Regions from separate parts of the Mus musculus genome. Here region 2 is linked to region 1. Evidence: chromatin contacts called from public Hi-C data. All regions are on one chromosome and are shown on one strand. Each heading gives the region's core, a stretch centred on a gene start, on an enhancer-like site or on the middle of the called end of the contact. The rest is flanking DNA. Distances are from core to core; before and after follow the strand shown.

What was found. A called contact is a pair of places that touch in the nucleus more often than the background predicts.
Region 2: a Hi-C map of neural progenitor cells shows a contact between it and region 1, with 4 times the contacts expected there. The contact joins two enhancer-like sites. A contact is called at or near these places in 1 of 39 promoter capture datasets (neural stem cells), 1 of 15 datasets of contacts at CTCF or cohesin (the NIH/3T3 cell line), 6 of 484 Hi-C or Micro-C datasets (the AML12 cell line, the HL-1 cell line, adipose-derived mesenchymal stem cells and 3 more), 2 of 115 datasets of contacts at active chromatin or transcription factors (embryonic stem cells and oligodendrocyte precursor cells) and 1 of 9 other capture datasets (embryonic stem cells).

The regions. Positions count from the first base shown.
Region 1 is chr1:63,665,290-63,672,251 of GRCm38.p6, forward strand. All of the region lies in intron 6 of Dytn (dystrotelin), which reads right to left. Among named protein-coding and RNA genes, the nearest start is that of Dytn, 18 kb to the right of the region's middle. Within about 2 kb of position 3,247, at least 30 of the 459 cell types and tissues checked have an H3K27ac peak or open chromatin away from gene starts, as enhancers often do. A contact at or near this core is called in neural progenitor cells, neural stem cells and oligodendrocyte precursor cells, where this site is marked.
Region 2 is chr1:64,018,960-64,026,403 of GRCm38.p6, forward strand. No RefSeq gene overlaps it. Among named protein-coding and RNA genes, the nearest start is that of Mir6899, 20 kb to the right of the region's middle. Within about 2 kb of position 1,847, at least 66 of the 459 cell types and tissues checked have an H3K27ac peak or open chromatin away from gene starts, as enhancers often do. A contact at or near this core is called in neural progenitor cells, neural stem cells and oligodendrocyte precursor cells, where this site is marked.

The DNA of each region.
Region 1 (6,962 bases), core at 1,997-4,496:
ATCAAGAACTTTATAAGAGGAGAGTTTGAGGTTAGTTTGTGGTTTCAGTCTGTGGATTCTGGACTGTGACAAAAAAGAACATCAAAACAGAAGACTGTGGCAAGACAGACCTCATAGTGACCAAGGGGCATAGGGATGAGACGCCCAGGGGAATATATCACTGTTGACCTAGTTCTTTAACTAGGCCCCAAAGAAAGTTTCTACCAATAGTCCTATCAAAGTCTGTCTCCTTCCATGGATTAAGATATCGGTTAGATCAGTGTCTTCGTGATCCAGTTACATATCAATGATAGGATCTACTGGCTGGGAGCTTTTGATTCAGGAGTCTCTTGGGGCACACTTCATATGTAAACCATAACTCTAGTCTTTGAAGTGGGGTGGTAGTCATCATCGTTGGAAGGAAGGAGAGGTAGGAAATGACTCACTATGTCAAAAAGAGATAGCTACACCTTCACGCATTATTTATGGCAGCCAAGATACAAGGACCACCTAGGTGTTTGTTGACATTAGTGAATGCTATTCAGCCTTTAAAATTGGAAGTCGTGTCATTTGCTATAGCATGGATGAACCTGGGAAATATATGCTAAGTAAAATTAAAATTAGTCATACACAGAAATACTGCATAGTCTCCCATACATAGAGAAATCTAAAAAAAAAAAAAGCGGAATTTATAGAAACAGAAAGTGGAATGTGACTTCTTTGAGATGGGACTGGAGTGGGAAAATTAGGGAGATGTTGCCCAAATAGTATAACTTAAAATTTATGATGGATGGGCTCTGAGGATCTAACACACAGCACAGTAATATGTTAGTGATGTCATCTTGTGCCTTTGATATTTGACATGAGACCAGGTTTTGGGTCTCCTCATCTTCCAATTGTGCTCGCACACTGACAGGTGCCCTAAAACATACAGTCCTTGAGAATGGAGAACTTTTGGGTTCCCAGGGAAGCAGACTGGACTCCTCAGCAGGAACAACTGAAGGCTGGCTAATCATTGATGGCTATCAGCTAGGAGCTGAGTTGGACTCTGAAATTTCCTCAAAGTCTCAGCAAATATAGTAAAACTAACATAGCAGCCAACCAGAAACAGACATATGTAACTTCTCTGCCACCTACCAATGAAGGTTCCGGTTACCTAACCCTAGCTAAAATTTCCCTACTTTTCTATTTCTACTTTGCATGCCTTTGTCTGGGGGTCACCATTTTGACAAATGGTTGATCCCTGTGCGCTGGCAATTTCTACAGAAAAAAATGTGCTTTGCCTTTGAATTTGAGTCTGGGGTCTTCCTTCAGTGATTCTTGGACCCTAACAACAGACAGTGACTGTGGGTGTGATGGGTGTGTAAGTGACTGGACGGTGGTGAACATCACACAGTCTTGGGCATGCCTGTGCTGCCTGAGATACACAATGCTGTAACAGACTTTCCTCCCTTGTTCCCTCCCTCCCTCCCTCCCTCCCTCCCTCCCTCCTTTCCTTTCCTTTCCTTTCCTTTGTTTTCCTTTCCTTCCTGTATTTCTTCTTTTGAAATAGTATCATGCAGTCTGGCCTCAAATTCCTGAGCTCAAATAATCGTCCTACCTCCCCATCTCGAGAGTCCCGGGAATAGACACATGCACACAAAACTGCACTTAATATCTTCCATACATATAATTTTTGTTAATTAAAATGTTTTTTTATAAACTAAATAGATCAAGGAATCACTGAGAGATAGCATTTTGCTCAAGATTAAAAAAAAAAAAGCAAGTTTATTGTGAGATTGGGGTATCTCTCTAGACGTTCTCCCTCTTCGTTAAGGGGACAAAATTTGTTAGATTCTATTTATTGATTTTTCATGATTTTGTAGATAATCCAGTGGCTCGATTGTCGTGCTTTCTTGTGGTCAGCCACAGTCACCACAGGGGTATTAACTAAGGGACTAAGAACCTCTCGTGATTTCCAAGATGGCGACGCATTTGGCTCTGTGTGCACATCTGTGTGCACCCGTCACCTTCATTTATTCCCATTTGGACAGGAGTCCCAGTTTCACATCTGACGTCTTGCCCAGCACAGGCAGCCAGGCACACTGCCTGCAATCTCAGAAGTAATTGCAGAGACCCCCTGCGGAGTCCATCAACTCAGATAAACACCCTCCTAATCAGGAAAGTGGCACTTAGAACCACTTTGCTGACAATTAGCCAGACAAAAGTCAACAAACATTTGCTTACTCGTAACAAGATGGCTTGTATTTTAAATTGTTAATAACCCTGTCACCAGTAGAGCATAAGCATCTACTCCCAATGTTATTTAGTCAAAAACCACAACAGCAGCAGCAGCAGCAGCAGCAGCAGCAGCAGCAGCAGCAGCAGACTCATTTCCCATCTTTTGCCCTCTGAGTTCTGATGAACGAACTGGGCCACTCATTAAGAGCATTGCTGACCCAACCTTCTTACTCTGGTGTCCTTACCCCTAATGAGACAGAGAGTCTCAATTCGTATGTAAAACATGAGTGCTCAAAGACTGAGTGAGAGTGTCAGCTTGTGATCCTGACACTGTAGTTGGGATTCCTACTGTAGTGGAATTTAACCTGATGCTTCCCCTTTAAATATCTACATAAAGATCTTCTTCTGTGGATGAATTACCTATTTGGCTAATTTCTTGCAGGTGTTCTATGGAGAAGAATTAAATGTAACTAGGTGGTACACTGGCACAGGCAGGATGGCATTCTGAACGATAATTAGCATTCCTAAGGGATGATTTGAATCACATTGCCAGGACTGGAATTTTCTATTGGAATCTGTCTTGGATCTCATAATGGAAGCCAATGGGATGATAATTTGCTATGCAAATCACAAAGCTGCTTCCCACTGGCCCTCTCAGAAGCCGGGCACTGCATGGTCGGAGGAGGGAGGGGCAGTGGGAGCCAGCAGCTCAGCAGCTCATCGACCTTGATTGAATTTGAAACCAGCGGATTTTTAAAATCCTTTGAGACTAGAGCTAACTTGAAGCCATGAGTGGCAGTCGGAAAGTCACAAAGACTTCTAGAGGAGAGAGAGAAAATGCCCCTCTACCCAGGTCCTTCTATCAAATCCACTTTGAAACTGGCTACTGTTATCAAGTCTGGTGGAACAAGTGGATGAGCAGATTAAGCCTCTTCTGGCTTTCTACTTGCTTGCGTTCTGAGACATGACGTTGTTAAGGATGAACGTCTGCAATGGTGGTTGCCTGAGACATGCCTCAGACAGCAGAAAAACTGCAGTAGGATCTATGTGCTGTTGCAAGCACTGGAAGGGCATTAAAGTATTAATACCTTCACCTGGCATATTTTGAGTCATGTTGTATAGCAGAGAGCAAAGCAAATCGCATAGCAGCTAGAAGCTGATGATTAGGCAGAGCTGCATTAAATCAGGACATCATGAAAACTGCCCCGTATAATATTAGTTTGCTTTCCTTTTGCTGTGATAAGCACCACACTCAAAGACGTCTTGTGAAAGGCAGGTTTATTTGGCTTACAGGTCCCCCTGTTCACCGTCTTCTGTTGAGGGAAATCAGGGCAGGAACTCAGACAGAAACAGAGGTGGGAACCATAAAGGACCACTGCTTACTGGATTGTTGCCCATGGCTTGATCTGCCTGCTTTCTTATTCAATCCAGGACCACGTGCCCATGTGTGGTGACATCTACAGTGGGCTCTTTCATATTAATCGTTAATTAAGAAGAAGCCCTACAGATACACCACCAGATGGAGACATTTCCTCAATTAATGTTCTCTCCAACGAATCCAGTTGTGTCATGTTGATAAAGAGCTCACCAGCACACTCTTTCTTTCTCTCTCTCTCTCTCTCTCTCTTTCTCTCTCTCTCTCTCTCTCTCTCTCTCTCTCTCTCTCTCTTTCTTTCTTTCTTTCTTTCTTTCTTTCTTTCTTTCTTCCTCCCTCTCTCTCTCTCTCTCTCTCTCCCTCTCTCTCTCTCTCTCTCTCTCTCTCTCTCTCTCTCTCCCTCTCTCTCTCTCTCTCTCTCTCTCTCTCTCTCTCTTTCTTTCTTTCTTTCTTTCTTTCTTTCCTTCCTTTCGGCTGAAAAGAAGACTTTAGAGGTTCTCATTCACTAGCTGCAAGATAGCCAAATTCATTGTGTGATTCCCAGCAGAGACGAGGGAAGCAGGCATATATCTGAATGATGAAGACCCTGCCCAGAGCATGGACCTCTGCCCACTGCCTCTCTGGACATTCTCTCTGTCCTCCATAAAACCACACTAAACCAATGAGGCAGATTTGAGTCAGAGAATCTCCTCAGCTTTCCTCAAAGCTGGCTTTGAATCTGTTTCTTTCTAACAATCTCTCTGTCTTTCCTTGTCTCTCTACCTCTATCTTTTTCCCTGTTTCTCTGTCTCTCTCTTTTAAAATAGTAAGCAATATGAACTTTAGAGTCCAGTAACAAGAGAAAAAAAAACCAAACAAACAAAAAAGCCAGGATGTTTGTGAAACCAGTTGGGACCAATGTCAAGATGTATGCTAAGTGTCCTTTGCTTGTTTTAACATTTCTGTACAATTAGGTTTTCATAATTGACATTTCCCACTATGTATCTATGGCACATTTGAACACTCCTCACAGGAACAGAAAAGGAGTAGACTCTATGTTGGGAGCACACAGACTAATCCTGGAAATTCTTCCCCTTATCCACCATAGTTGATGAATTATTTCTGTCTTATTGAGCTTTTCCATAAGACAAGACTCTGTCGACATCTTGCTCCTGAATTAAAACTATTTTCTAATTCCTTTGTCTCAGAGCTGAATCTTGTCTCTGGGGTGAGAACATTTATGCCTCTCTATTGCTCCTGAGACCCCTGCCCCCAACACTCACTGCCAGCAACATTTTAACCTTACTAAAAAATTTAAAACCTGCTGTCAACTCCAGGCAGACAAGCTTCTGTTTGCAATGGTTGGCAGTCACTGCAGAGACCCATAGCTGGTCAAAGTGCAGAAAACAAATGGCTGTTGAGTGCCTGGCCATAAAGGGGACATCTTTATTACCTCCTCCTCAAGGCTCAGGGAGCATCAGAAAGAACATAAGAGCTGGAGGGAATGGGGAGAAAGACAGAATACTGATTTCTGGACATTATGTGGCTGTTGTCTTCAATCTCAGAGCAGCTCTGGTCTCCTGCACAAAGGCTATACAAAATCAAGTCTGTCAGTACCCTGTCATGGGGCTCTGCTCCTCTTGGTGTACATGCAATTAATGATTGATGGAAGAGAAAGAGACGTTGTGTGTGTGTGTGTGTGTGTGTGTGTGTGTGTGTGTGTGAGTGTATGTGTGTGTGTATGTGTGTGTGTGGCGTAGCTATTGGTAAGGTACCCAAATTCTTATAATCAAACTCTCACTTGATGTCCTCCCCAATCTTCTCTATGTACACACTCAATGGCACATATACATGTGCATATACCACTCCCCTCACCCACTGAAGAAGGCAGGGTGGCAGCTTTACACAGCCAGTGTCACTCTTTCACTAACCTGTGGTAGATCAGTATCTAGAGAACATTTGGTTGGGGTAAGAGAAGGAGGTAGATGTAGACATTTCTATTGGTCTATAGGACTGAATTGGTCTCAGTAAGACTCAGCACTAGGCAGCTTCAAAGGCCCCGGCATTAGGGGCGTGCCTATGAACAAAATCTGCTATAGTTGAGAGGCTCTAGGCCCTGTGAGATGGACTCCCATTCCAGCCTGTATTATTTCTGGCTGGAGATAGCAACTTTAGGTTTTGAGTAACTAACTCTCAGTCATAGGCAGTCCTTAGAAGGTAAGGCTGGAATTTCAATTTACATTTGTGCTGGCTGCAATGGTCCTAGGCTTAAGACACCTCCCAGCAATAAAATGGCTATGGAATTCATAGACTTAAGGACCATAACAACAAGTCTGCCTAGATATTCTATACAGGTTTACTGTTAGTGGATATTCCCAGACAAAGCTAGACTTCAAAGATTGGAACAGCCACTGTGGTGGTTTGAATGAGAATGACCCCTATAAACTCATGTTTGAATACTTAGTTTTCAGTTGGTGGAACTGTTTAGGAAGAATTAGAAGGTGTGTCCTTGCTGGAAGAGGCGTGTCAATAGGAGGTGGGTGGGATTTGAGGTTTCAAAAGCCCATACCATTCTCAGTTAGCTCTCTCTGTCTCTAAGTCATGTTTATGGATCAGATATAATATGGATTAGATTCTGATGCAAATAAAATTCCATTTCACCCCTACTACACTATCAAAGGAATCATAGGCCTCTTCTTTTTATTCTTTTATCCCCATAATCTTAATCTTATTTCCCCCTCATTGCTTAGGAGACCCTGACCATTATACTCCAGGCAGACTATTCAACCACTCCCCACATTAAACCTGAGTAATATTTCCTATTGCCTCCACTATCTTCCATCTCTCCCCATCAAACTAGAAGGTGTGGTAGCTTGGTCCTCTCAATTCTCACCTTGACTTTCCTTCCATTTCCTCCCCATCTCAAAACAACGCAGTCTCACATCCCATCCACTCACCCAGTCCCTATACTGAATCCTGGTTGCTGATCTACTCATCCTCACATGAACTGGTGGGCAACCAACAGAACCCCCATTCATTACTATTGGCCAATTACACTCCATTATTTCTTTCTCTGTTTTCCTAATTTTAATACCTATTTCTGGCCTATTGAAAATAAAATGTTTAAATGGACTCAAAGTCCCAGCAGACTAAATACTTCAGTCTTGTAAACTAAAAGTGAATAACTAATTTTATTAGGACATCAAGGAAGAAGGCCCTCCACTGTCAACACCCAAAGCTGATATTCTCCTCAAACTACTCTTTTGTTAGTAGTCCTCAAGGCACTATGCCTCTCTGTCTGTTGCCACAATACCCACCATGATGGCTGTGAACTCTAACCCTCTGGGACCATGAGCCCTCAACTTTAAATGCTTTCTTTATAAGTTGCCTTGGTCATGGTGTTTTGTCA
Region 2 (7,444 bases), core at 597-3,096, 350 kb after region 1:
TCTCCAAGAATTGTAGGAAATCAGAGGTCCAACGTGTAAAAAAAACAGCACTTAGCAAAGAAAATGATAAACATTCCTAGCCAGGTTCTGTTTTCTGAGAACACATTGATTAGTTTTTGAGGAATTCAGCCAGTGGAGAAACAGCCGGAAGGAAGCTGGGAAAAGCCCATCTCAGGCGTGAACTAACCAGCTACAAGGTAGACTCTTGAGAAGTAGGGGGGCACTGTGTTTGGGCACCCAGAAGGGCAGTCAAAGAGGTGACAAGAAAACTACACACGTACTAGGAAACCCGATCCCAGTGTTTAGAATTTCTGTTTGTGATATGTATGCTACCACAGCAAGCATACAAGGACGGCCCACTTGTTCCCTTGCATAGACTAGAGAATTCCTGCAGGCATCTTCAAAGGAGCCAGAACAGTACAGGTGGTGTGTGCTCAAGTCTCCTCAATGCTTGTAAAATTAATCTTGGAATATTTTTGGAATTCCAAACTGCAAGAGGAAATCCTGTTTAAAAGATCTGGCGCAGGAGGGGAAGTAGCCTGGTGTCTCCCTCCTACTCTGTCCATTTTCCTTACTTGCAGCCACTGCAGCACTGCTGAAAGATCAAGGCCCAGAGAGGCCAAGCAATGGACTTCAGGCCACACAGCTCACCAGTGTCACAGCCCGAGAGCTAGGGAAATGAATCTAGAGCCTTCTCTTATCCTTTTCTTCTACTAGGCTGTTTTACCCGTGACAAAAGTCGCATATCTTACACACGTTATCTTTGTCCTAATTGGAATGAAATTAGGGCTTTTCTCTCACTGTGTTCTCTGCTCTTGCTCTCATGGAGCTGCCGCGAATGATTCTGATTTTTTTCCCTCTAGCACTGTTCACAGGTGAATGTCACAGGTATGAATGCGGAGGAACCCATCTTTCTGCTAAGGGGAGTCGGCACGCTGTCCCTGAAGGTAGGAGTTCACCACGAATTATTAGCATACACAGCTCAAGTGTCTGCAAGGCTAGATGGAATATTCTAAAGTTTACCTCACGACCATGAAAGGGGCGTAGTTTGTGCTTTACCCTATAGAAGAGTCTCTGGGTGACATTTGCCTTGCTCCTGCCTTACCTATGGCTTACCTGAGTTCTAGAAGGATGAACACACGCACCTTACCAGGGATGAACCATAGCTCTGAACCTGAACAATCGGAAAAAAAAAATTTTTTTTTTCTCTCAGGAAACTGGAATTGGGGACTGGAAGATTATGAGCTTCTGTGGGGAGCCAGGTCATGGCAGGAAAGAAATTAAAAGTGGGGGGGAGGGGGGAACTGACTACTTATGCACGAGATGAGGAACCCAGGAGTTGTGAGAAATACAAAGGAAATGTAGGAGGGAGGGGAAAAGAGGGAGGGAGGGGGAAGCATGAGGAGGGGAAAAGGAGGGGGGGGGGGAAGAGGTGGAGGGAAAAGGGAGAGAAAAGCCTCACCTTCCCACAGGGAGTATTTTTCCCACAGTAGCTTTTCCACACCCCCACCTCTGCATCTTTCTCTGAATCCTAGATAAAGTGGCAGTACTTTTGGGGTTTTTTTTGGGGGGGGGGTTGGTTTTTGGTTTGTGCCCTTTTTTGTTGAGAGGGGACATGTTGGCTTCTGATTCACAGAAAAGCAATAATAGAAGAGAAGATGCCTTGCTCTGAGCCAGGTGACCAGGTGCTAGAGAGAGATGCCCCTTTGAAAACAAGAGAACAAACAAACAAACAAAATGGCTACAGAAGAGTGCGTGAAAACAGAGACGCCAGGGTGTGGGGAAGGCCACCCAGCCCAGCCAGCCTGCTGAGCCCGGGCAGCAGGGGAAGATGGCTGACTTCCAGACACCCATCGACTCCCTGCCCAGCCAGTTGCATTTTCCACCCCCCAGAGCCAATCAGCTGCTCATCACGGCTGCACGGGGAGAGCATCAAAGGGACTTAATAATGGTTGGCAAATGTCAAATTACATTGAATCTAAACCAAATTCCAGACATTTAGGGCTGTGCAGTCATTAACAATCAATTAGTGCTCTCACTTTTCAGTCAAAGCATTTTTATGCTATTTCCTTTCCAGGATCAGGAAGCATGCTTTGCCGGCCCCCACCCCGCCCCCACCCCCAGTAGCAGTAGCAGTAGCAGGACAAGGCATGGGGCTAGCTCAGTCAGTGGAGGAACAATCAAGTCCCTGTTCTCTCTGTGGCTTTGCTTTCCCTATTTGTTCTTCCAATAGGATTTTTCAGGAGGAAATGTTTCAAATTCGTACATTCCGTCCTGCAAACGTGGCTTTTGGCGGAGGGGGGGGGGTCGGGGGGGTCGGGGGGGTGGCGGGGGGGGCAGAAATCGTCTTTCCTCTTTATGGGAAAGCACAACGGAATAAAAAGCAAAGATGTAGAGAACCATCCACAACGGTTTTCTCTGGTTGGACACTAAGGAGTCTGTGCATTGAGGAGCCACACATTCCAACCACAAGGGAGGACAGTCTGTGAACTCATGTCACCTCTAATGGCTCAGGGTTCCGCACAGGAGGATCACATTCCAGCAGCAGGGCCAGTAAGCACTGACCACAGAACAAGACATTGCTCTATTGATTACTGTATATCTGCTTTATCCTTCCCTTTCCAAATTAGATCAGATTTATGGCCAGCCCCTTCCTGTTCCCCAAGCCACCCACACCTTCTCCATCTTGTAGGTCAGGTGAAGGGGATGAGCAAAAACCTATATATGAACATTTTAAGAAAGAACTTTCATAATCCCGAAAATTCCACTCTGTTTGTGTTTCGCTATTAGGGCTCCCAGAAAGGTTATTTTTAGAGAAACTTTCTCAGGATATGGAGAAGCCCATATTCTCCAACTATGACACGCAGTCCTTTCCCTACAGTAGTTGATAAAATATGGACATAGAACTAGACTTAACTCAAAATGCTTTGTTGACAGACATAATTCTACCTCTCTCTAGCATAGGGTTCCTTCAAACCATGGAGGTTCCTTTTCATTCAGCTCAGTCCTAAGTTTCTTCAGATGGTGAAGGAAGTCTTAAAAACATATAGGACTTGGCAGAAGATAAGGTCTCACTGGCTGCTCTGTAGCCCAGGATAGCCCAAACTGTGATCTTATACCCCAACAAGGGTGAGTCCTTTGTACTCAGTATTCCACATTCCACTTAGAGCTTTGTCAGAGCACATCTCTGCGCAGAGTATCAGCTGCCAAGTGCAAACAAGATGACTGACTCAAAGCCAACAAAATGAAGGCTCTTATCTCCAAGGAACTGTGCCCATAGAGGATCGTGCTCAGGAAAGATACAGAGAGGAGATGGGCACAGGACTCAGAATAAAGGTGCCTTCTGTCAAGACCGAAGACCTGAGTTGGAGTTCCAGAACCTATACACCAGGTGAGAACTGTTCCCCAAAGGACACATACACACACACACACACACACACACACACACACACACACACACACATTTACGTGAGCATGCACACACACTCAAGAACAAATGAATGAAGAAGTATAAAGGAAAAGGCCCCTGAAGGCTCCATCTCATTCAGCACATCCTCAGAGGGAGACGCCTGTGATAGTTTCCCTTCCACAATTGCCTTCTGGAGTCACCTGAAGTAAGTGGTAAGGGGATGTCTTCACTGTGATGGCCCCTGGAAGATTCAGCCCCAACAACAGGTGCACCAAGCTTGCAAGTCACACTTGCAGCACTTTGTAAGTCCATATTTTCACGGAATAAAACCAGGAAAATGTTTATTTGCTTAATAAAAGATATTACTTTGTTTTGCTATCTGATCCCTTCTATATCCATGTCTCTGACCCGAGGGCGTTCTCGAATGACTTGTCAGAGCCTGTTAAAAGCATCCTTGTCTAGCCCACGGCACTAACTCCTGGACATCGTGGTCTAAATCAAGTCTGGAATGAAACAGAAAATAGCACTTATAAACCAAATGCTGGCTGAGTCTGCTATGCGTAGCCATTGGCTTCCACTCCAAGAAACACTGCACACACAGTAGGCTTCTGCATATATTTAAACTGAGATTAATGATATTTTCCATCAGTGAAAGGAGCCAATTCAAGCCAAATTAAACTATATATAGGCAGGTTTATTGGGAAGCTGCTTCCCCATGGGTTCACTGCTCCCAAGGAAGGAGTCCGAGAGGAGGGGGACAGAGGGGAGGCAGAAAAGATAGAGAGGAAGAACATGCTGCATGAAGAGAGAGAGAGAAAAAAAACAGAGAGGGAAAGAGAGGAGAGACCAAAATGTCTGAATTATAAAGGGAAGAATGTCTGGGAGAGGGGAAGCCCAGCTCCTGGACCATAAAGTTCAGGGTGGAGGACGGGGTATTTGCCGGCCACGCCCTATAACATTAAGGCCTGAGGGATGCTCAGAGAACCTGGAGGCCAGGTCTGGTTTGGTGTGTAAAATATACACTGCAACCATTTGCCTGAATCCCAACAGTTAATTTCTGCTTGAGAATGAATTATTTCATGGAAATCAAAGCCTACCCTACAGTGGTAGAACAGACTGCCAAAGGGAAGAGGCTTCCATTTGGTCATGTTATAATCCGGTCTCTCTAGGACTCACGAGCTAACTACTCCATAATTATATATACTTCAGTGTCTACGTGCAGTAAGGAATGTTGAAATCTATATGGCTGACTCATCTTGCACAGCATGTCTTCTAAGTGGCAGACTCACTGCCTGGTATAACATAACAATACTTAATATGTGAAGATATGCTGGAGTCTGCCATGTACTTTTCAATGTGATGACTCTGCATCATGAGAAATCTGGAGACCCACTAATTGCATTATTTATTACCATCCTAAATTTTGCGGAGAAACAGAGACTCTTGAATTAGGAGATGGTGACTGTACAGAGGAGGAAAAGAGCATGCAAAAACACCTGAGGGCGATGGGCCTGGCACTGGCACCATCCTAGAGAGGGATGCCCAATGGGGACCTTGAAACTGGTTCCTCATATCAACAGGAGGTCAGAAAAGTGAATGTGAAAGAAAAATGCAACAAAGGGAATAAATGCAGAGAGAAAGGAAACAGCAAACACAGGATCCCAAGGTGAGAAATTGAAAGTTCCCAGAACCAAAGCCGAGATTTAAACTTTGCCTATTACTTTGTATTATTATCATGCACTGGCCACCTTCTGCCATGAGTTCACCAGAGCATGTACACATTACCTACACTTTTCATTTCTAATAGTTAAGATTCTTTTATCAGAAAGTCTGCAAGTAGTTCCTGTGTGTCTCAAAATAGTTTGGGGTCTTAATGCCAAGAACAGAATATATCATGGAATAGCAGAAAATACGACATTGCTGCTTTGGCTCTGATGTTGTTTAGAGTCCTCAGTGACATGCCTTTAAATATATCCCCATTGGCTCAATCATCCTCAACAGTCTAGAGAGCCAGTTGGCTTTTTACTGGAGAGACCAGGGTGCTGGAAGCTGTCACTCTAAAGAACAGAATCAAGCCCACCTGCCTGGTAGGGATATGCAATTGCCAAGGTTTTTTACCTAGAAGTGACCCATTTCCCAGGAGCTGTTCCTTGAGGTCAGCTCTGCAGACCTAGATTCCTGAAGATACTTCTTTTGATCACATGGGAGACTTTACTGACAACAAATACGACTACTTCAGCCCCTTGATCCCCTGGTTGTCCCATGGCCCGGCAGGAATGAGTAAAGTGTAGCCTGTCTGGCTGTTTTTCACTCCAAAGTCGACCACTGCTTCTGTTTCATTCGCCTAATAATCTCAACACCTCTCATCATCTGTGTGCTTGAAAGGCTTTCGTGTGGAAGAATAGACTCACTCATACTAATGTGTGTCCATAGTAAGGATGGGTAAGACAGAAAGAATTGCCTCGTTTTGGCTAGTTTAGGTGAAAAAAATAGGAAAGATCTTACGCAAAAATATTAATATTTAATAGAACATGAAGGATCTACAACATGATTAGGAAAGTATTTGGAAGTCTGAGTTGTGTGTCTGTGTGCACATGTGGGTATAGTGCTGGCTAGCAACGGGGAAACCACAGCATGAAGGTGAGCCCACTTTGAAAATGGGCCACCCAGCATGCTTTGCTTTTCAGGCATTGACTGTTGTCCATAGGGCAGGAATAAAGGAGGAGAATTTGCTACTGCAGCTGCATACTCGAGGATCCTCCATTCCCAAGTTAACAGCACACAGCATACATGTGAACCCACCACGAGAATGTCTTCAGAGCTGTGTCTTCAGAGGCAGGGAAAGTGAGGCAGAGCACACACATCTGTCTTACTGTCAAGCCATAGAGGCTGTAAGAGCACTGTGCCCTGAAGTAACACCCCATCGAATCAGTCTGTATTAAAATTTCATATGCATTTGCTTTTAGATTCAATTGGAAATGTGCTCCAAGGAGAGGCATAGGGGCTAAACAATTAGCTAAAGAGACACGGTGCAGCAGACACTTCAGAGAACAGCAAGAGGCCACATCTCTCAAGTATTCACAGCCATTGGGCATTTTAATGTAATTCAAAGAAGGGTAGTTATATTTTGAGTTATTCACTTATTTTCATTTATATTTTAAAAGAAAATAGTTACCAAGCCAATGATCTGGGGAGCTTAGCACAAAACTAGACCCTAAATTTAATGCCCTAAGAAGCACACTGATTTCTGTGTGTGGTGGCATAGCATCTGAAGGCAGGCAGATCTCTGTGAGTTCAAGGCCAGCCTGGTCTACAGAGTAAGTTTCAGGACAGCCAGGATTGCACAGAGAAACCCTGTCTCAAACAAAACAAAGCAAAGCAAAAAACAAACAAACAAAAACCCCATAATACACAAACCAAAAATAAATCAAAAGCACACTGATCTGAAGAAAATTACTAAAGAAATAATTACTAGTGCAAAGATATCACCAGGCTCTTGAAGGTCACACTCAAATAGCTCTAGTTGAAGAACCACAGCCAAGACCAGTAGGACATGGCTGCCTATCAAGACCCCTGGGCTGACTTTGTTGTGCAAAGAACGTGCTGCATGAACCTGAGCAAGGTGGAGTTCCCTCTAACTCAAGTGGTACAGTGGTTTTGGTAGACATTTCCAAGGCACTTTGTACTCTAGGTACCCTGAGGGTCACCATCTGTGACAAGTGTCGAGGAACCAAGGAGATGGAACCAGTGTTGCTTGGTGTGCTTTGACACACTGAGGTAATGCTTGGTTTCCCTAAAGCAAAAAGTAAATGTATCAGGTTAGGATGCAAGGAACTGGTGACCACCTCTGTCACATGTGGAATGTGGCAAAAATAAAACTCATGGATCCTCCTTAAGCCCCAGTTTCTTTACTCATTGTTACTGTTTTAGCTTTCAAAATAGTATATGCTTTGAATTGAATGGTGGACCACTCAAATTAATATAATTAGCATACTATTTCACATACTTACGCATTTATTTATTTGTTGTGATGAG